6 separate regions of the Mus musculus genome follow, and regions 1, 2, 4, 5 and 6 are each linked to region 3. A link is a contact called in public ChIA-PET, HiChIP or PLAC-seq and promoter capture Hi-C data. All regions are on one chromosome and are shown on one strand. Each heading gives the region's core, a stretch centred on a gene start, on an enhancer-like site or on the middle of the called end of the contact. The rest is flanking DNA. Distances are from core to core; before and after follow the strand shown. Region 1 overlaps Spata48 (spermatogenesis associated 48). Region 2 holds the start of Zpbp (zona pellucida binding protein). Region 3 holds the start of Ikzf1 (IKAROS family zinc finger 1). Region 4 overlaps Ddc (dopa decarboxylase). Region 5 has its middle 10 kb from the start of Gm11998. Region 6 has its middle 29 kb from the start of Gm11998.

Region 1 (3,347 bases), core at 781-3,280, 190 kb after region 3:
CATGTCATGATTCTGTTTGTATGGATGTGTTATATATGTATGTAGGCATAATTGTAAAGAAAATATATAATGCAGAAGTTATTTTTCCTTCATTGGTTATAACAGGAAAATGCTTTAGTGAGAAGTTACTTATATAAACTTGGTGTAGTGTCTTAGAGGAATATTATGCAACCATTCAATGAATTGTGGAGAAAACGATCAGTGTTTATTTATAAATCTTACATTCATGCAAACTCTGTGTGTGAATATAGACACACCATGACATATATCACAGACTTCATAGACACATAGATAAAGGATCATCAAATCTCCAACACTGGTGTTAAAAACCAAAGAGACAGTTTACTTCCTATACTTTAAAAATACTTGGATTACTGTTCCATCAGGATATGTAGATGTTAGAAGGTGAGCTATGCTAATACTAGAGGTGAGCACAAACATGGGATAGTTGTATCAGCTCTGGAAAATGACTAAACAACTGGTTTGAGAATGCTGCTAAATTTTCACCTTGTAATCTATTAGAAAGGAATCTCCATTAAGGAAATAGTTTTAAATCATGAAAGACATATGTAAAAATATTTGAGGGGATTATGTATAATAGCAAAAAGAGAAAGGAAATAATTTATATATGAATTTAAATCCCTCAAGTACACTACATTTGAAAGAACAGAAATGGTGTTTAGGAAAGTCTATTTCACAATCATGCTGCAATGCAGAGGTAGTGCTTGCTCCCTGGGGCATATCACAGCAATGGGTGCTCCTTGTGGCATATCACAGCAGTGGGTGCTCCCTGGGGCATATCACAGCAGTGGGTGCTCCCTGGGGCATATCACAGCAGTGGGTGCTCCCTGGGGCATATCACAGCAGTGGGTGCTCCCTGGGGCATATCACAGCAGTGGGTGCTCCCTGGGGCATATCACAGCAGTGGGTGCTCCCTGGGGCATATCACAGCAGTGGGTGCTCCCTGGGGCATATATCAGCAAGAGTGAGAAGGGCATATGACAAGCGGGAAAGGTGAGTCTAATAGCAGTTATGTTCTCATGGGAGAGTTTGTGTTTGCTATTGTTTTCTGCACTCAATTCTTATTATGATCAAATTCAATTCTACAACAGAAATAATGAATTACATTTTAAACTGTTGAAGTGTTCTTCACCAATGTAGTCCAGATGACCTGATAACTAGGAAAAGAAGAGGGAGGAGGAAGAGAAAGGAGAAGGAAGGAAGGAAGGAAGGAAGGAAGGAAGGAAGGAAGGAAGGAAGGAAGGAATCACCTGAAGGAAGTTTGAAAGATAATGCCCTGCTAGGGGTGGGGGTGAGGGTGGGGTAGGGGCGTGGGGTGTTGATCAGGACACTGTAAATCTACTGGGTAATGTTTTGTGTTGCTGAAGGACAGCATTTTGGTAAATGTAAGGTCATGATTAAGCATCAATCTTCCAGACCCTAAAGAATATCACAGGGTACATTTAGGTAAGAAGTTCCTTTAAGCTGGGAAACTTCAAAGAAAGTCATGCTTGCATTTGAATAGGACATTTGTTTGTTTGTTTATTTGTTTTCCCCTACTTGGTACAAAATAAAAATTTGAATTTCCGTATTTGAGACTTTATTGAGATGAAGACATATTTTATAAATTCTATAATTTTGTTAGCCCAGTGTGATATTGTACAAAATACATAACATTTAATTTGAGACCTATCTGTAGGTAGTACAACTACCAAGTGGGCAAGCAGGAGATCAGCACAAAGCCAGATGCGGGGCTTCTCATTTGGAGCATGGAAGGAGATGGCGAGGTTCCCGGGGCACAAGGAGTTCAGAAGAGTTCACTAGAAATCTATTTCGCGAGGTCGGTGTGGACACACACACAGGCATTTACTTCGCAGTTGAGTGTATTAAGAACGACACTGTGTGTCACAGCATCCATAAACACTTCATGATAAAAATGGGCAACATTTGTTGTGTTAAAAGGTTATGATTCTGTTAAAAACCAGAAAATCAATCACGAGAAGAAACTTTGCAACCTGGGACGCCCTCTAGCGCTCATATCGGAGAAACACAGCTAAATGTCAGTTGTCTATGAAAACACAAGCTTCAGCAAGATAAGGTAAAAGGCACTCTCCCAAGTTCTTCAAAGAAATGCCCTGTTTTTACATTTAAAAAAAAATTAAATGCCTCTTATTTTCGTTTCAGCCTCTTTTAAGAATGACTCCAAGGAAAGTTTGATTTCAAAAGCAAGGTTGTCTCACAAAACATTTCAAAGTTTAAGTATATACTTGAATAAAAAGAAACATTACCAAAATCTTATGCTTGGTGAACACTTTAAGGTTGGCTTTCTCCTTTCAATTTTTTAAAAGAATTATTGTTTAAATAGTAATGACTTCCTTGCAGAATTTATGGGAGAATTTTACACTGGCTCCCTCAGACTTGACAAATGGTGGTAGGTGTCATCAGCCTTTGGAGTGCTACATGTAAAAATGACATCTCCACAGTCATGGGTCAAAAAGCAAAGTCAGTTGTGTGTGTGTGTGTGTGTGTGTGTGTGTGTGTGTGTGTGTGTGAAATCGTCTGTCCACCAAGAGTTTTAGCTTGTTGGAGGCAAATTCTTTTCTATTTTATATCTATATTAGGACAGCTCTTAGCTCTTCCAGCCCTAGACAGACATGCTTAATTAAATTCCTCGATAAAACAATTTATATAAATGTACTAAAGCTAAAGTTAATTTTGAAGGATATTTTATAGCCTGACAGAGAGGAAAAAGGAATTAGGTTAAATTAATAATAGAAATAAACAAAATACAGGAGATTTTAAAAAACCAAATATTTAACAACAGAATATAGCAGAAGGTGATCCAATAAGAAATTTCTCTACTTCTGTTTGTGGGCATAACATCTTTTAAAAGATAAAATTAATTAACATTCAGCTAGTTGCAACAATTTATGCCATGACTATATGAAGTCCTTGGTAAGAGCTGTCAATCACAGAAACCAATGTGAGAATTTCTCTAACATTTGACAACTCTGTAGCATGGAAGAAAGATAATACAACCACTGTTTCAGATAACTGAATAAACAACATAACTTTAAAAATGTGCCCCTCAAAATGACCATTTCTTGTCCTTGTGTCTAAACAATGTAGTATGACAGCTACTTAGATGCATGTACAGTGTACTAGCTATCACAAGAAATCTAGGGAGGATGCACACAGTATGTTTTGCCAAATATTAAAGCATTTTATATATGGATTTGAGCATCTTCAAGTTTCAATATCTGCAGGTCTTTGGACCCAAATCCTCTGACCCTAAAGCAAAGCTCTGAGCCTGTATGTATACGCTATATACATTTTCTAATACTTTT
Region 2 (3,044 bases), core at 125-2,624, 220 kb after region 3:
TGAAAGAATATACTGAAGTTGATGTAGTGAATACATATACAGTCTCTCTCTTTCATATATACTCTCTCTCTCTCTCTCTCTCTCTCCTACACACACACAAACACACACACACAAACACACACAAACTAGAAATAACTTTTCGGGTTGGAATAAATTATAAACATTGGTATATGTTTAATTTAAATACGCTAACAAGGAAGATATAGTATACTGATTTTTAAGAAAAATAATTCATAAATCATAGCCAATGTAAAAGTCCATTCTTAAATGCCTTAAATTATCTGCAGTTTCTTTAAGTTACCACAATTCTTAGAACGAAAACAATGAGGTATTTATGTTATTTCAGTAAATGGCAGCATAAAAAACGATCTATTTTAAACGATAAGCATAGCAGTCCACTTAAGAGCTGTTTTTTAACTAGACAATTTGGTTTTGCATGAAAATTGCAACTAAGTTTAATTATTACAATCCGAAGGGTAATAGCTCACACCTCCTTAAATAAAGAAGGTAAGCTTCTACAAGAGTCAGGTATAGAATATTTAAATCAGATCAATTGTATGATAGTAAGGATAAGCAGAATGTAGCCACGACCACCTATGATGATGACTGAAAATTTGCAATATACAACAAAACAAGCAATAACGTTGAAATAAATGGGTAAGTTTTCAGCATAAGGTCCTGGACAGTTTATCCAAAACACGAAGGTCAGTAAGTTTTTACTCCACTCCGTATTACCCATCTCTTCATATTAAAAGTGAAAACATTTAACAGCCTGCTTCTAGTGTTTCTATATATTTGTATAAAATTTATTTTTATCCTAGTTGGACTATCATTAAATCCTTCCAAAGGCAGAAAAGATGTATGATTCTTTCAATTTAAATACATTCTCATTCTAAACGGTCCGTGAGCTGGTTCTTTATGTTTTCCTGAATCCAAGTTGAGGATGATCTTCCAAGCCGAGTACTGCATGAAAGTCAATGTCATCTAAGGTCTATTTCCTCCATTTTCCCATCATGCCACTTTTTAAGGCAATACCTTTAATTTCTCCTAGGTGTTCACTGCATGCATTTTCTATTAAGTCCCACACACTGATAATGCACAATCGTTCGCATTACAACAGTCAGGAACTTCATGCATTGGCATTACTATAGCCAGGAAGTTTATGAGAGGTGTACATTCATTAAGTCATCCGTTCTCAGGATCTGCTGCCATTAGGCACCTAAAGGCTGAAACTCAATCCACTGCTAAGGTAATAAGAGGGGCTTCTCCTCTGCACACAGACACCACGGGAAGGCAAAGGTTAGAACTTTGCGACACAAGATTCTTCTCGCTTTGGAATCTCAGACCAGCCAGGTTCTGGAGGGTTTCCTTAGTGGTGCGGGGCCTCGAAGTCAAGGGAGCCCCTAGGGGATCGACCTCTTGCCTCCCATGTGTACCCAAGCTGGGTCCCAAGCTAGCACACCTCCCGCACATCACCCGAGCGGAAGTGGCGCGTCCGTCGGTCCGTCCTTCCGGCCTGCCGTCTGCCAACTTCCGGCGGCGGGTGGGCGCGCGCCAGGTAACGACCTTCTGCGCCGAGGCTCGGCCGTCGGCGGCGTGTGGATGGAGGCCTTGGCCCCGGGCCGGGCTCCGCGGGGCCGGCGGCGGGCCGGGGCCTCGGGCTCCGTGCTCTCGCCGCTGTCGCTGGCCGCCGTCCTGCTCTGCGCCTTGCTGCGGGCGCCCCCTGCAGGTGAGGCTCGGCGCCGCATGGCGGGAGCTCTGGCTGCCGCGGCTCCTCACGAGAATTGCGTTGGCCCCGTGTCACGTGACTCCGACTACACAAGGACACCCTCTCTGGCAGGGACAGCCCCAGTGAGCCTAGTTTTGTGTAGGAATCTTGAAAACTACATTTGCATAGAAAAGACCTCTGTGGGCTCGTGAAGGAGGCCCTGCTCCAAGAGATTATCCGAACTTTAAAAGTGCCTTAATAAAACTTCAGTTCGTGGGTCATTGCCAGCCGTGTGTTTCAGAGCGAGTCTATGTAGCTCTGTATAGTACTGAATTTGTGCTGTGAACCTAGTGAGCTTTTAGACCATCCTTGATAGTGCAGCGCCCTCTGTTGGTTCTGGATGTAAAATGCAGGGTGTAGTTGGAAACACGTATCCTAGTTTCAAAAATATATATCGGAGAAAGAAATGAGCGCTTACTAGATTGGCTTTTTAGCTAGCAAGGTTTGGTCTCTCTCCCTCTCCCTCTCTTTATGTTGAAATTGTAGACTTACTAGCAATAATCTGTGTCCCATAGATCCTAAATGTACTAAAGGTACATTTGTCAGAGTTAAAGTTTATTCAAATAAGAGAACTATAAAGTAACCAAGGATACAGATGTAGAAGAAGTGTGAAGAAAGGGATACTGTGGTTAAAGGAAAGAAATGGGGCATGCTTACTAGTTTTTTATTTTTTTTTTAACTTGACACAATCTGTAGTTACCAGGGAATAGGAAACCTCAATTGAAGATTTGACTATCAGATTGACGTATGAGCGGTCTGTGGGGGTATTTTTCTTAATTGCTTTTGATGTGGGAGGGGCCGGTCCTCTGGGAGGTGGTGTCATCCCTGGGCAGGTGGTCCCAGGCAATGTCAGAAAGCAGGCTGAGCAAGCCAGAGGAAGCTAGTCGGTAAGCACTATTCCCCCGTGCTTCCGCTTAGCCTGCTGCCTCCAAGTCTGGGTTTGAGTCCTGGATGCCTTTGCTTTCCTGGATCGGAAAGAGAGGCCCCTTGGTCTTGCAAACTGTATATGCCTCAGTACAGGGGAACGCCAGGGCCAAGAAGTGGGAGTGGGTGGGTGGGGGAGTGGTGGGGGAGGGTATGGAGGACTTTTGGGATTGCATTGGAAATGTAAATGAAGAAAATACCTAATTAAAAAATGTAATACTAAAACAAAGCATAACAAAACAAAAAAGGAGAGAAATAACCTGCCAGGGGAAATCAGTCCTCACTAGTCTTCTCCCAGGTTGATTTGGGGCGTGGTGTTTATCACAGGCACAGAAAGGAAGCTAGGATGGGG
Region 3 (3,146 bases), core at 416-2,915:
ATTCCATAAAAAAGAATGAGTTCAATCTCATAGAACAAATATCTTCAAACAAAGAAACTGAAGCAGGCTCTGGGATTTTCTTACTGACTTCACCCCCCTCTCAATTCAGAACCCCAAACGAACCAATTCTTAAAAGCATTTCAATGTCTATGAAAAAATATTTTATATATATATATATATATATATATATATATATATACATACATATATTATACGTTTTCGACATTAAAAAAAAAAATTCTTCTACAGGTAGGTTGGACCAGTAAAGGGCTATTTCCCTAACACCAGTTTGGTTCTGTAAGTTTAAAACAAGGCAGCTCAAAGATGAAATAGGTTGTCTGCAGCAGGGAGAGAAATTACGTGTGGGTTACTTGAGCAAAATAGCACATTAAAATTCAATCTGGGTGGGCTCCTGCCCGAAAGAAAACAGAAAATATTTCTGGCTCAGACCTTTTGAATTGATGCCCCTTTGGGTCACCAGATGCCATATCCTGCACTTCCAAATTAGAAGGAAATCGAAGGCTCATAAGATACCTTGGGAATCACCAGTGATGCTTAGCAATTTTAAAAAGCACATTTCAAATAATGTGCAAGCGTCCTGATGCCTATTTGATAACAGGGTCTCCTTGCGATAGTCTCATGACCTGTGATCAGACAGTGCGATGAGAAAAAGTATGTGTTTCAATACTCAGATCATTTTTGTTTTGCACAAAGCAAACTCAGACAGGATCTTATCAGTAAAGCAAATAGCTCTCGCATCGAAAATAAGGAAAGTCTTTACTCATGAGTTTGAAAACGCTGGCTTCCGTAATCTCGATAGATATGTCGATATAAACCTAAACATAAAAGCAGGACATTCTCTTCGTGGGACCCCGGGCTACTCAGAAGTGCCTCAACTGGCCTGGTCTGCACCTGCAGCCCCAGCCTAAAAAGGCAGAGGCTTTGACCTAAGTCAACGCTCTCACAGTCCTCAGAAAGAAAAAGATAGACGTGAGCGACACGGACACTATGGATTTCGAATGACTTTCCTTTCTTTCCTATTCCTAATTGAAAAAAACAAAAACAAAAATCCACCAGTTATCCCAAGTTTTTCTACTGAAATTTAATTCGAAAACACTCACGTGGATTTGTGCGCCGCGCTTTGGGGGCCAAGAATGATCCTGGGGCGCGAAGAGCAGCCGGGGATCTGGGGGCTCCTGCACCCCGCGGGACCTACCGGGTCTCCGGCAGCCGCGGCCGAGCGTCCCGGGATGGGCTGTACTGCGCCGGGCTGCCCCTGTCCCCGGCCCGGGCGCGGCCGCGCAGGCACTTGTTAGAGTGCCCTGCTAAGTTGGCTGCGGAGCAATTCCCAGCTTTCTTTCACAATGACTTCCTCAAGTTGCTCACTCGCATTGTTCCCCATTTCTCGCCACACTCCCCGCCCCCCGCGGGCTCCGACCCGGCTCCGAGCCCCTGGCAGCCCGGCTGTCCCGCACGACAGCGCCGCCCCGCTGCCGGGGCACCTGGCCCGGGCTCACCGCGCCGCCACCTGCGGCAGCCCGGAGCGCGCGCCCCTCGCCCCGCACCGTGCAAACTTTGGGTTGGCGCTTGCGACTCGCCTCCCGCTCGGCTTGTCCCACAGCCCACCCGGCCTGCGCGCACGGCACGCGGCTTCGGGACCCTGACGGGGACACTGAGCGGGTCAGAGGGAGGCACCCTCCCGTCCCGCGCCCGCCCTCGGGTCCCGCCTTCAGACGGCAACTCCGCGACCCGCCGGGCCGCGCACACAAAGTTTGCAGCCGCACGGGGCTCGGGCCCGGCCGCCGAGGGTAGCCGGGCGGCGGCGGGCACCGGCCGTACCTGCTGGCGCCGCCGGCGGCTGCAGCCCGCTCGCCCGCGCCGGGCCCGCTCGGCGCGCCGCCGCCACCCCCGCGCGCAGCGCGCCCGGGCCCTCCCCTTGGCGCCAAGCTTCCTCATTCCAGCGCAGCATCACGCCGCTGCCCCGCGCGGGATGCGGCGGCCCGCGCTTTGCCCGCGGGCCGGTCCGGCTCAACCGCGCCACTGCGGGACCCGCGCTCGACCCGCAGGGGTGCGGCACGTGCGGGGCCGGCGGGGAGGGGGAGGGGCCTCCCTGCCGCAGCGCCACGCGCGGGACAGCCGGGACAGCCGGGCGGTCGGGACACAGGCTCACTCGCCCAGTCGGGGAACACGGGACACTGTAAGGCACTTTCCCCGGTGTCTAAGAGCAACCGCTGCAAGCGCACAGCCGAGTCCCTGAAACTGGGACCCGTGGGCTCCCACGTTCGGGCTCAGACCCCAAGGTACTGATGCCCACCCTAGGGGGTGGGAAAAGTTGATCCTGTGCGAGTGAGGAGAAGGTGCAGTTCATTTTCCCAGACAACCAATGGAATACCTCTCGCGTCTCTTCCCTCCCACCTGCTCACAGAAGAAGTTAGGATGGCGCCTTCCATCCCGGCCTGTGTGCACACGCCAGCGTGGAAGGGGTCTATGGACAGAGGTGGGAGCAAGGCAATCCTACACCATGCTCCACGGCGCCGCAGACCTCTCCCTGGCGTGTCAGGCACGGAGTGCCTGCGTAGAGACAGGACTGCAGCCTCTGATGGTGCTCACACTCTACAAAGAGCCCATCGTCTTTCTGATTAGCTGGGCCACACCCGAAGGGGGCCAGACAGGCGTTAACCCTGAGCACAGAGGGAGAATCTTTAATTCCATACACACTGCCTGGTGTCCCTGCCTGGGTAGGGTGGGGGTGGCGGTGGCCTTGCCTCACCACTTTTCAAAACCACTTAGAAAGGCACAAAATAAAACTCTGGAGTACCCTTGAGAGGAGTGCAGGCAGCTATAGTGTTTGGGAGGAAGGCTCTGGGCCTCAAAGGGATAGGTTGTGCTGGTGGAAAGGAAGACACAGGCTTCCCAGGTGGCAGGAGGAGTGAGCCACAGGGACAGGCAGAAAATGTGACTCCAGGGCAGCTGAGCGTGGTCGGGGACACAGCTGTCCAGATAGTTGTGGCCTGGCTGCCATAACAGGACCCATGCACCTCGATGACATGCTTGGCCTCTACTATTCTTGAGAGAAGGCCTTTCAACACATAAAGTTTTCTTGGACGGTTTAGGCAACATCTACCAGTTTGTTTTTGGAGATGTGC
Region 4 (3,187 bases), core at 492-2,991, 200 kb before region 3:
CGAAAAGGCTGGCTTCAGAAGGAGAGAAGACTGCGCCCATCCACACTTGCTGGCTCTGTGACTCGGGTCATCTGTAATAATAATCCTTATCTCACCTTACACGGTTAGATAAGTAAGATACTGTGAATACCATGTGCTTAACAGAAGGTTAGGAAATACCTATTTGTTTGGTTTCTTGGACAATATAATGTGACAACCAAATGTCAATGTATTCTCAGAACTGAATGTGGAAGAGTCTGAAATACAGGGTTCTTAGCAACACAGTGACAGACCAGCAACTGTGCTGACGAATTGAGAAGTCAGTGTTTACCATTGACCTCATTCTTGAGAGAAAATTGAGACTATCAGAAGCGGGTACCAAAGGGCACCAAATAAACCCACAGTGCCAGGTGTCAGTGTTTGCAAAGACAATAAACCAATATGAGACTATTACGGAGAGGCAGTCACTAGAACACAGACTGAGGGGGTCTCTAGCCTACAGGAAAGGCAAGTGAACTGTGAGACTTGGTAAACTATTGGCTATGCTCTGATTTTTCAGATAGGCATATGGAGAAAGTCAAATACAAACAGAAAAAAAAAAAAAAAGAAAAGAAAAGTGATCTCTCAGTCCCAAATGTTATCTTTTTTTCTTTTAACGTCACAAATGTCATGATTTTTTTTCTAGTTTTCTATAGCTTGGGTCACAGCATGGTGATATGATTAGAAATAGTATTTCCCCAGGAGAACAGAGCTGAAAATCATTACTTAAACTCTATACACTGTCAGCCAAGAAAATATTTAGATGCTTCATGGTTACAAAAGAGGAAATAGGAAGGAATCAGTGGCCCCTTTCTCATCTGCAGAAGGGCAAGGGTAGGGAGAACTGGCACACTGTGAGCATCCTGAGCATCATTACAGTTCTGTGTGGAGTGTGGAGTGTGGAACTGTGGGTATCTCACATGTTGGAAATGGAGTTCAAAGGACTGTGGTTTCTATACTTCCAAGCTCATATGTCCCATTTTACTACAGGACATGGTGGTTATAGGAAGTGAGACCTTGTGGGTGCTTTGCTCTGGAAGATGGGAATGCGGTGAACCCTCATTCCTTTCTCCATGGACACTGCAAGAAGCCAATAGTGTGAGCCTGGGATAGGCACCTCGCCTGAAAGCCAATGTGATTTCAGAATCCTAGCGCCTGCAACTTTATAAAACCATTGTTTGTGGGGTGTAAGCCACCTGGTTTGCCATGTCTTCTGCCGTGGCATAAATGGGCTAATGTGAAAGACTGGCTATGGTTACATCTCAACAAGTGCTGTCTAGGCTTCTTGTTTTCCTTCGTAATGAACGTGGCCTCTTACCAACGAATGTGCCTCAGAAGCCAGTATATTATATGCCCTGGGAGGCATTTGGGCATCATGACTGTGCCTGAGGCTCAGGGGATGATCAGGCCTCAAGTTCTGATGCCGCTTTAGGACACTTTTCTAGCGGTTGTCAGGCAATGGGCATTTGCAACATCTGTTAAGATGCTTAGAGCTCATGCTAGTTCAGTGGTAGTAGGAGCCAGAGCCTGAATTCCGCTAAAACGGGACCTTGCTAACAGGGTACTCTGGTTCAGTGGAGTGGTTCGGTTATACTGTTATTGACAGGTGACAAGACATCTAGTGGAAGGTCCTTAGGTCACTAGGATGTCCCTGAGAAGGAGACCGTGGGATCCTGATCTTTTTTTTTCTCTTTCTTTCCTGCCTGACCAGTGGCCAGAAACACATGCTACCCAAAGATAAACCCAAATCAGACATGAGCATACACTTGAGCTCTGAGTGCTGTCTCCATATTCCCTGGCTCTGACTTTTAGAAGATCTGTAGTTAGTGCAGGCTACTTCTCAAGACTGAAAAGGAAATGGTGGGTAGTTACAGACCGGCGGCAGGCTTTCCACTTGATAAAGGGAAGCTTGTGAACCATAGGGCAGAAATGCAGCAAGATCATGTGAGGGAGTGGCCTCTACAGCCAGAAAAAAAAAAAAAAAAAAAAAAAAAAAACCCATGTGCTGCTGCTGCTGTTGCTCAGTGAATTTCCCCTCTTACTTAAAACACTAAAACACCCAAATTTGAGTCTGGTGTAGAGCAGACTAGTCTGTGGTTTGTAAACATGGGAAGTGGAAGCAGGAAGAATAGGAGTACAAGACCATTCTGAGCCTCAATCTAGCCTGGGATGCAGGAGGCAAAGCAGAGAGAGAAAAGGGGAGCAGTGGGAAGGGGAGGGGAGGGGAGGGGAGGGGAGGGGAGGGGAGGGGAGGGGAGGGGAGGGGAGGGGAGGATTCTCACATCCCACCCCCCTCCCCTGCACAATACTTCCCTGCTGCCTAATAAAAGTTTTTCCTGAGTGCGACTGGGCTGCAGGCACTCAGCATGTAGCCTCTTTTCATCCTACCGATGGCACTCCTGGGGGTGTTTTCATGCCTGTTTGCCTTTGCAAAAATTGACAGGAAACCTTAGAAAGGTTGAAGGTTGAAGTCTCCATGGTAATTGAAGATGAACCCTTGACCTTGGATCACCTGACACTGGCACATACCAAGCCCCTCTTGAGTCAATTTTGACTATTCCTGTGCTTCACAGTTAACAGTGGGGGAAAAAACGCTGGCCAGAAAATTCATTTAAAAGCATTTCATTAGCCAGCATCTTCAGAGTCTAAAAAGGCTTAGGGGACTTTGGAGTTTGTTGTTGTTGAGATGAAGTTTCAGATAGTCTTTCTTCAAATTATTAGCAATTTCTCATGGCTAGAAACATTTCTTATGGTTTCGGATGGAAGCATGGAAATGTGAAATGGTAGGCAGGACCATGCATGGGTGTTTGGAACTTCTCCGTCCTTCCCTCGGCCCACAAGACCTTACACCCTGACACATGCCACAGTAGGATGTACATGTCCCTTCAGTGAAGCAGGCTTCAGATCCACAACCGGAAGTCTTCACCAAGGTCCCACAGAAGTAGAATTACTGTACTACCTCCCATTCGATTTGTAAGAATGTAAGTAGGGGCCTAGATTGGACTCTAGGAAACTGGCTATGGCAGAGGAGTCCAAGAAGAGAAATTGCAGAGAGTAAAAACTATAGCCTGGGCATGGTTAGAATGATCTGATCACAGAGCAGATGAGGGTGTGGTTGTGGGTGTCTCTACAGTAGCTATGACTCTACCAGGGATGTGATAAGCAGCTT
Region 5 (3,281 bases), core at 547-3,046, 140 kb after region 3:
CTGAATTTCTCAAGCTGTCAGGTCATAGCTGTGGCTTCCAAGTGTAGTTATTTGCTATGCTTATATTTTTAAGATTATGCACATGATATCTATCTGTATAGACACATGGTCACACACATATGTACATATACACACATACACGCACATAGATGATCTTCAGTGATTAGAGTCTCTTTTAGAAAATTCAGAGCTTCTTCACTTTTAAAATTAATTGTGATAAAGTGGATATGATACAAATGTGACATTTAAGTTTGAAGTTCTATAATTTTAAGTTCGTTCTACTGTTGAGCAACCACCATCAGCATCCCATGGATACCAAACTAAGCTTTATTCATTGAGTATTGATTTGTCGTCCCCACCTCACCCTTGCTTCTTATGAGTACCATCCCTCTTCTTACAAATTCAGGTCCAGTGGGCAAACAAGGAGCATCTTACCAAAGTGAACAAATATCCAAGTGTCTGCCTTTTGGTGAGTAGTGTATTTCACTTTGCATGCTCTCAAGCATCATTCTGGTGATGGTGGTGCCATTTTACACGCCCATTAACAGCATACACTGTCTCTGCCTTCTCTGAAACACTTTCTAGTCTCTGTTTCTTTAGTAGTAACCATCCTAATGCATGAGCTTACTGTCACATGGGTAACAAGCCCTGAGTTATATCCAAGTAGTCAGAATCTAAGAGGCAGGAGTTTAACACTCTCTTCTCATGATAATGGTGCTCTAACTCAGGTTTGCAGGAACTCCTGAAGATTGCATGGAACTCTTCAGCACAGGGTACTCCCTATTTGTCGGTATGGTGGGAGACACAACACATCTTCATTAGCAGTTGGTTTGGTTAAAAACAAGTCCATAACCTGGAACAGATAAAATCAGAACAACTCTTGACCTTTGGTGCAAATGTCAAGGGACCCGAATGTGGATAATTTTGGAAGGCAACTGAAGAGTTGAATTATGACTTGTCTTGATGCTTCCTGCTTTCGGTTGGGACTGGAAATGGAAGTGCCAAGCCCTGCCAGGAAGTCATCTCTCGTGGTTTTACTGGCCAGGGCTAATTTAGGAAGTGCTGGAAATCTTCTAGAAACCCCTTGGGAAATTTTTACCTTGCTTTCCTGCATAAAAAGTTCCACTTAGCTACAAAACCCTCCAGTGTGGAATCTGGGCTCCCTGTAGGCTTCTCTGGGCAAATCTTGTATTTGTTCCTAGTGTGAAGTGTGAAGCAGGGCAGCTCGGGTGACAGGGGACCTCCAGAGGATGAAAAATGATCTGAGGGCACGTGCTGGCTTGCTCAGGTGGTCACCCATCTCATCCACTCACTGCCTTAGGACCCGGTGGGAAGATTTCTATGTTACCGGGGAAGAGTGCAAGGCCAGAGGAGGTGGTCTGTTTTTCCAACTACCCAGTTAGGTGAGAAAGTCAACACAGAAACCAAATTAATCTACTTCCTTAAACTACAATTTTGCCATCTGCTCTTTGTTTCAGAATTATCAGAAATAATTTCTTTCTTAAAAGAGAGTCTACCTTTCACAGCCTGGTGCCAAGGAATCTTAATTTCTTTGAACAGGAAGCTGATATGTGTCTGCAAGGCCACACCAAGACAGACTGAGGCCTGTGGCCACCTTCGATTCCTATCTGTTTTTCTTCCCCCACTTGTAGCCCATGTGTTTCTCACAGCTCCAGTCCAGGCCTGCGTCTCCCTTATCCATACCCATCTTCTTTCTCGAGCACCCCTGTCACTTCTTCATTTAGCCAAGTTCTATTGTCCATCCAAGGCCCTGTCCAGGCGGTCCTCAGAGAAACCAGTTTCTTTTCCTCTTTTTTTTTTTTTTTTTTTTTTTGTGATACATCATGATCTCCCTGCCAGTTAGAGAGTGTCTTTTTTCACTTTTTTCACAAGAAGGTATGCAGGTGAAAAGTCTGATACAGGGACACAGTTGAGGTTGGTGAGACACAATGAAGGAAACTCTCCATGTAGATCAAAGGGAAGGAATAACGTGGGCTGGCCGTAGGAAATGAGTCAGATGAGGCAGCATTCAGATTTGGATGGTAACAATTTGAGACAAAGATAGCAGGGTTGCCAACCATAGCGGAACAGAGAGAGGGTGGGTTGGTCAGAGCAAGGAACAGTTTCTCCTGGCTAGGGGCAGTTTCTCCCAGAAGGACTGATGTACACAAAGGTAGAGCTGGAGTCAGACATGGAATCAGAGACCATCCCTGTCCTCCAGAGAGAAATGTGAATATAAGATCCTTAATAACATAAAGAACAAATAAGAGAGTATCCATCATTACTTATGCCAGATTAAAACCAACCACAGTTTATTGACTTATATTTAAATTGTTTTTGAGTTTACTATACTTAGTGAATCACCCAGACTATGTCTCTCCCCTTGTAGAGAAGATGGTTGAAGAACACAGATCAAGTCCGGTGTGTTTTCATTTAGCACCCACTTCTCAAAGATACCTAGCAAGTAAATGTTGAGAGAGCGAATTAATCCCTACCTTAAAATAAATATCCTATAGGCATATTTTTCCTAGTGATAATATTTTATTATTCATACTTGTTCAAGAGTATTCTTTAACGATGGAAGTAGGAGGTCTAAAATTCTAGTTCACTTTTCCTCCTTAAAAATCAACTTTAATAACTAAGAACTGTGTGTCCTATGAAAGATTAATACAGTTCAATTCCTCTGAAAAGTTAAAAAGGGAAAATATCTTAATTACTGTTGTAGCATTATATCTTGAAGATAAAGCAAAATTTGGTGTCTTTTAAAATTTTTATTCGGTGCTTCAAATATTTTGAGCAACATGGAAATTCACCGTACACATCCCACAGCATTTTTACTTAAAAAGGAAGTTAGAATCAAAACATCACTTTCTCCAAAAGAGTGTGTATGAAGGCCGGTAGCACCTGTGCATGAGTCATGGAATGGCTCTGAAGGCCATTTTCATACTCCCACCTTGAACAGGGTAAGGTACTTGGTACTGGCACATGGCAGGCCACTGAGTCAGAACAAGCTCTGATACTATGTCTTATCTGTTCTATGTCATGGTAACCTGATGCAGTCCTGAGTCCCAGTCACTAGAAGCTTCCCAGATCCTACCTAGGAGATGTGAGCTTCCTGTTATACAGTCTCCAAGCTGGGAGCACAAACACCTCACCTTACTGGACCTGGTACACACACAGTGATCAGGTTTTGAAGGTCCAATGCAGTCTTGGGAAGGTTTCTGCCCTTTGTTCTTGGTGACAAAACAAGAGCAAACTAGCCCGAGGTTAGTTGTGAGGAG
Region 6 (3,351 bases), core at 321-2,820, 160 kb after region 3:
ATGAGAGAAGATTCAGTGCAGGACTAATGCGTCAGTGGAATGGTTAACTTGAAGTGTTTGAAAGATATATCTTTCTTTGGGAGCAGATGTGAAGACCCCACACTGGCAAGAGTTTGCCTATGGGAAAGAGGAAGCTCTGGCTTGTGCTTTTGTGGTCAGGGTTGGGGGATGCAGTCAGTGTGGTGAACTGGGAAAAGAATAACCAGGGTATGAGGGGCCCTTTCCTATTGTGTTTGCAATTCAGACTGGAAGATGGTTGTGTTCCTGGGTCCCTAGAGATGTGTCTCTACATAGGGAGCAGTGAGCAGCTACGACAGGCACTAATTTTTATCTGGCATCCCTAATGCCTCTAGCATCTTCAGTGCACAGTTGCATGGGGTGGTTATTGGCAAATGTTTGTGAATAAGTGACTGACTAATTTGAAATGATTGAATAGATGATAGATCTTGATTGTAACTAAATGAAGCAGCAGCTCAAGAGGAATTCCGTTAGATTGGCTTGAAGGAGGGTAAGGTTCTCATTTCAGCACAGATTAGTATTTGAGAGGGGACCAGATAGTGGGAGCACATCTGAGAGGAGTTAGGGGAGGACTCAGAGTGAATGATTAAATGCATTGTACAAATGTATGAAGTTCACAAAGAATGAATAAAAATGCCTTTAAAAAAACAAACAAGAACCATTCATCTAAGTCTCATTTTCTGCATTGTAAAGTCTGGAGAGGAGTATCTACCTCACAAGATGCTTTGAAAGATGGATCAGTAGGTTTATGGGTTTGCAGAATTTGTCCTGAGCCTGTATCATGGGAATTCTTCAAACCAGGAGCACCCACTACATGTTAACATGCAGATTCACTTCCTTTTGTTTTAAAGTCACATATTCAAGTATATTCCTGAGTCAAATTATATTTGAGTTTTCAGATGCTTGGACAGGGCAGTATGTATGCACCATGCTTGCATGTACCAACTTCCATCTGGCAGACATCAGGGACAGGACCTGGCAATGAAGAGAGCCCACTACATGTATTCAGAAGGCAACACTGAGCAGGACCACCACAGCCCCCAGGTTCCGCACCCGGGGTTGGGGGAATTCTAAACGAGGACCCTGGGGCAATCCCCACTCTTCCTCAAACGGTCACAGGGTTTGCAGCAGATGCAGAAGGCTCTGGCTTCTCCCGAGAGGAAATGTGACCGTGGAGAGGCACTGGATAAAGGGAACTTCTGGGCAGACTTTGTCCAGAAATTTCCTGTTGAGTGTTTCACTTCACATTTAGGAAAGGATTGAGGAACTTTTGGGAATCAGTTCACAAAGGCAGAGGACTCAAAGAAACGCAAAGGTCCCGGGAGCTTCTGGTCACACAGCTGCACTGACGAAGGGCCTTCCTGGCTTCCTTGAGCTTATTTTATATCTTGTCTTTGTTCTTCAATCTTATGTGGCCCTGTGTACATTGAGAGGTGTGTGTGTGTGTGTGTGTGTGTGTGTGTGTGTTTTCTTTCCCTCCAGACTATAAAAAATGAACAAGCCCCGGAAGTGGTATCTCTTCCTGCTCACCCATCCTTTTTGCCTTTGTGAAAGTGCACCAGCATAACCACCTCCTACCGTAACGCTTCCCGTTTCTTCTACTCCTTCATACTGAGAACCTCGCCCCACACCGGACCCAGTGAGATTTAAAAATTAAAACCGGCCAAACCAGAGAATATAACACTTATGTTAAAGTACGCTTTAAAGCTGTGTGCCGAAAGGAGTCTGTATCTTCAGAAGGACGATTTTAGCTTTGCTCTGAATGTTTTAAAAGCAGTTTTTGGAAGATGGGAGAGGGTGAAAAAAGAATGCAGGTCTTTCTTTTCATTTCATGGATCCTTAACCCATATTTAATGCAGAGCCTGGATTTTAGACATAGCAAGTGTGCTTGTAATTATTTCAAACAGTTAAAAAAGCTAGTTAATGATGTTCAACATAAGTAATCATGTTAAATAGTAAAATTTAATTTCTTAAAAACTTAAATCCTCATATCTTCTGGAATGCATTGTACTGGAGGATGTCTGAGTAAATTAAATTCTCTCCTGCACACTAAAGCATCAATTTCCTTATGGTAATTATCTGCTAGATTGGATCTGTCAGAGGCCGGGAAGCAAGGCTGACATTATACCCTCTTTACAAAAAATGATTACAAAAAATTAAGACGAATGAGTAAAATTAAGGCTGTGGCTGGTAAGCCTCTATAAAGCTCTCATGGATCCTTCTACATAAGATACCATTGTACCCTGGACTAAGCTTTTAATGACTAGCGTATAATCAGGTGAAGTCCATTAAAGTGCAGCAGAAGTCACGATAGCAGAGATAACAGCGAGAAATGATTTTCCGCCAAGTAGAAGCAATTTATTATACACAAAAATGAATTTCTAACGGAAGTGTCTGGATGGATGAGGAACTCTGCTAAGGTGACAGGATTTCTTTCCTGGAAAGTTTCAAAGAGTGGTGGAGCACAAGACACACCATTGGCATTCTGGGAATGGAGGTGAGTGGAATCCCCGGCCCTGACAAAGCTTGCTGCAGTGTGACCAGTGCCTCCAGAGCCTCCAGAGTCCCACGGCCTCCAGAATGCAGTCCTCTGATCTAGGTTCCTCAGGGGTGAATCAGTAAAGCGATCTCTTTCGATTTTGTCCTGGACATCGGCTGATGGTAGTGTGGATAACTGAACTGTTTGTTGTGATTGTTGATCCAGCCATGTATAAAGCACTTAGGTAATATAATTGCATAGCTATCAGGGATGGTGCATTAGTTTAATTAACTGTGAAAGAGTAAACACAAGCCCCATAGAATCACAGGGAAAGCAGGGCATTAATTAGTCATGAAAAATGCATAATAGCATTCAAGATCTAGAGTGCATCACCCAGGTATCTTCTGAGTTTCATCTTTACTGCCCCAGAAGTCCTTACTCAGCTCCGGCTAAGCCTTTCCTCTCGGTTTGTTTGTTTCCAAGGCCCCTTTCTCCTTGTGTAGTAACCAAGACCACTGAGTCAAGTACCACTCTGCAATGATCCACCCCTCTAGAGCTCCATGTCATGATCTGTAAAGATAATATCACTAATGACATCACAGTATATAGGGTTTCTATGAAAGTGGCTTGATAGGTTACCCATCACTGGTGCTGTACGGTAGAAGTTTTAGCTGCTTGCACCATGGTATCTGAGTTCCTCTTGCTCTCGTCTGTGAGCACAGAAAATGTAGTTTGGTTCAAATTAAAGAACACATATGTGTATTCAGTTCACACATCTTGAATGAAGGGAAATGTCAGTAAGACAGTTCAGTAGGAAGCAGTGCCTGTGACCAAGTCTGCTTAGCCAAGTTTCA

What was found. Promoter capture Hi-C pulls out the DNA fragments that hold promoters and counts their contacts. ChIA-PET counts read pairs in DNA pulled down with a chosen protein or histone mark. HiChIP or PLAC-seq counts read pairs in DNA pulled down with a chosen protein or histone mark.
Region 1: a contact with region 3 is called in a promoter capture Hi-C map of the HPC-7 cell line. The contact joins the enhancer-like site here to the promoter of Ikzf1 in region 3. A contact is called at or near these places in 16 of 39 promoter capture datasets (the C10 cell line, the HPC-7 cell line, HPC-7-derived erythroid cells and 9 more), 2 of 15 datasets of contacts at CTCF or cohesin (CD8 T cells and pro-B cells), 33 of 484 Hi-C or Micro-C datasets (B cells, CD4 T cells, CD4 single positive thymocytes and 18 more), 22 of 115 datasets of contacts at active chromatin or transcription factors (the 230-238 cell line, CD8 T cells, DN3 thymocytes and 15 more) and 4 of 9 other capture datasets (adipose tissue, embryonic stem cells, liver and 1 more).
Region 2: an RNA polymerase II ChIA-PET map of memory CD8 T cells shows a contact between it and region 3, with 2,554 read pairs. The contact joins the promoter of Zpbp here to the promoter of Ikzf1 in region 3. A contact is called at or near these places in 14 of 39 promoter capture datasets (the 3T3-L1 cell line, 3T3-L1-derived adipocytes, the C10 cell line and 8 more), 2 of 15 datasets of contacts at CTCF or cohesin (large pre-B cells and thymocytes), 21 of 484 Hi-C or Micro-C datasets (B cells, the Ba/F3 cell line, CD8 T cells and 10 more), 17 of 115 datasets of contacts at active chromatin or transcription factors (the 230-238 cell line, CD8 T cells, the SCID.adh cell line and 12 more) and 5 of 9 other capture datasets (adipose tissue, embryonic stem cells, liver and 2 more).
Region 4: a promoter capture Hi-C map of pre-B cells shows a contact between it and region 3. The contact joins the enhancer-like site here to the promoter of Ikzf1 in region 3. A contact is called at or near these places in 2 of 39 promoter capture datasets (the C10 cell line and pre-B cells), 1 of 484 Hi-C or Micro-C datasets (embryonic stem cells), 1 of 115 datasets of contacts at active chromatin or transcription factors (memory CD8 T cells) and 1 of 9 other capture datasets (adipose tissue).
Region 5: a contact with region 3 is called in a promoter capture Hi-C map of pre-B cells. The contact joins the enhancer-like site here to the promoter of Ikzf1 in region 3. A contact is called at or near these places in 8 of 39 promoter capture datasets (the C10 cell line, the HPC-7 cell line, HPC-7-derived erythroid cells and 6 more), 4 of 15 datasets of contacts at CTCF or cohesin (CD8 T cells, the G1E-ER4 cell line, large pre-B cells and 1 more), 64 of 484 Hi-C or Micro-C datasets (B cells, the BV-2 cell line, CD4 T cells and 36 more), 24 of 115 datasets of contacts at active chromatin or transcription factors (the 230-238 cell line, CD4 single positive thymocytes, CD8 T cells and 18 more) and 5 of 9 other capture datasets (adipose tissue, bone marrow-derived macrophages, embryonic tail and 2 more).
Region 6: a contact with region 3 is called in an H3K4me3 HiChIP or PLAC-seq map of the SCID.adh cell line, with 35 read pairs. The contact joins the enhancer-like site here to the promoter of Ikzf1 in region 3. A contact is called at or near these places in 10 of 39 promoter capture datasets (the C10 cell line, the HPC-7 cell line, cranial neural crest and 6 more), 1 of 15 datasets of contacts at CTCF or cohesin (CD8 T cells), 13 of 484 Hi-C or Micro-C datasets (B cells, CD4 T cells, CD8 T cells and 7 more), 13 of 115 datasets of contacts at active chromatin or transcription factors (the 230-238 cell line, CD8 T cells, the SCID.adh cell line and 7 more) and 2 of 9 other capture datasets (adipose tissue and liver).

The regions. Positions count from the first base shown.
Region 1 is chr11:11,498,799-11,502,145 of GRCm38.p6, reverse strand. The region is part of intron 7 of Spata48 (spermatogenesis associated 48); the gene reads right to left. Among named protein-coding and RNA genes, the nearest start is that of Spata48, 37 kb to the right of the region's middle. Within about 2 kb of position 2,030, at least 13 of the 459 cell types and tissues checked have an H3K27ac peak or open chromatin away from gene starts, as enhancers often do. A contact at or near this core is called in B cells, CD8 T cells, the CH12 cell line and 5 more, where this site is marked.
Region 2 is chr11:11,460,749-11,463,792 of GRCm38.p6, reverse strand. It overlaps Zpbp (zona pellucida binding protein), which reads left to right and starts at 1,374. Exons shown (of 8, transcript NM_015785.2): 1 at 1,374-1,729. The coding sequence starts at 1,429. It overlaps Spata48 (spermatogenesis associated 48), which reads right to left and starts at 49. Exons shown (of 9, transcript NM_001347068.1): 1 at 1-49.
Region 3 is chr11:11,684,444-11,687,589 of GRCm38.p6, reverse strand. Ikzf1 (IKAROS family zinc finger 1) reads right to left here and starts at 1,665. Exons shown (of 8, transcript NM_001025597.2): 1 at 1,122-1,665. Gm11999 (predicted gene 11999) reads left to right here and starts at 1,955. Exons shown (of 4, transcript NR_166812.1): 1 at 1,955-2,300.
Region 4 is chr11:11,885,390-11,888,576 of GRCm38.p6, reverse strand. The region is part of intron 1 of Ddc (dopa decarboxylase); the gene reads left to right. Among named protein-coding and RNA genes, the nearest start is that of Ddc, 11 kb to the left of the region's middle. Within about 2 kb of position 1,741, at least 50 of the 459 cell types and tissues checked have an H3K27ac peak or open chromatin away from gene starts, as enhancers often do. A contact at or near this core is called in pre-B cells, where this site is marked.
Region 5 is chr11:11,545,771-11,549,051 of GRCm38.p6, reverse strand. No RefSeq gene overlaps it. Among named protein-coding and RNA genes, the nearest start is that of Gm11998, 10 kb to the left of the region's middle. Within about 2 kb of position 1,796, at least 28 of the 459 cell types and tissues checked have an H3K27ac peak or open chromatin away from gene starts, as enhancers often do. A contact at or near this core is called in CD8 T cells, DN2 thymocytes, the G1E-ER4 cell line and 10 more, where this site is marked.
Region 6 is chr11:11,527,135-11,530,485 of GRCm38.p6, reverse strand. No RefSeq gene overlaps it. Among named protein-coding and RNA genes, the nearest start is that of Gm11998, 29 kb to the left of the region's middle. Within about 2 kb of position 1,570, at least 75 of the 459 cell types and tissues checked have an H3K27ac peak or open chromatin away from gene starts, as enhancers often do. A contact at or near this core is called in the 230-238 cell line, CD8 T cells, the SCID.adh cell line and 9 more, where this site is marked.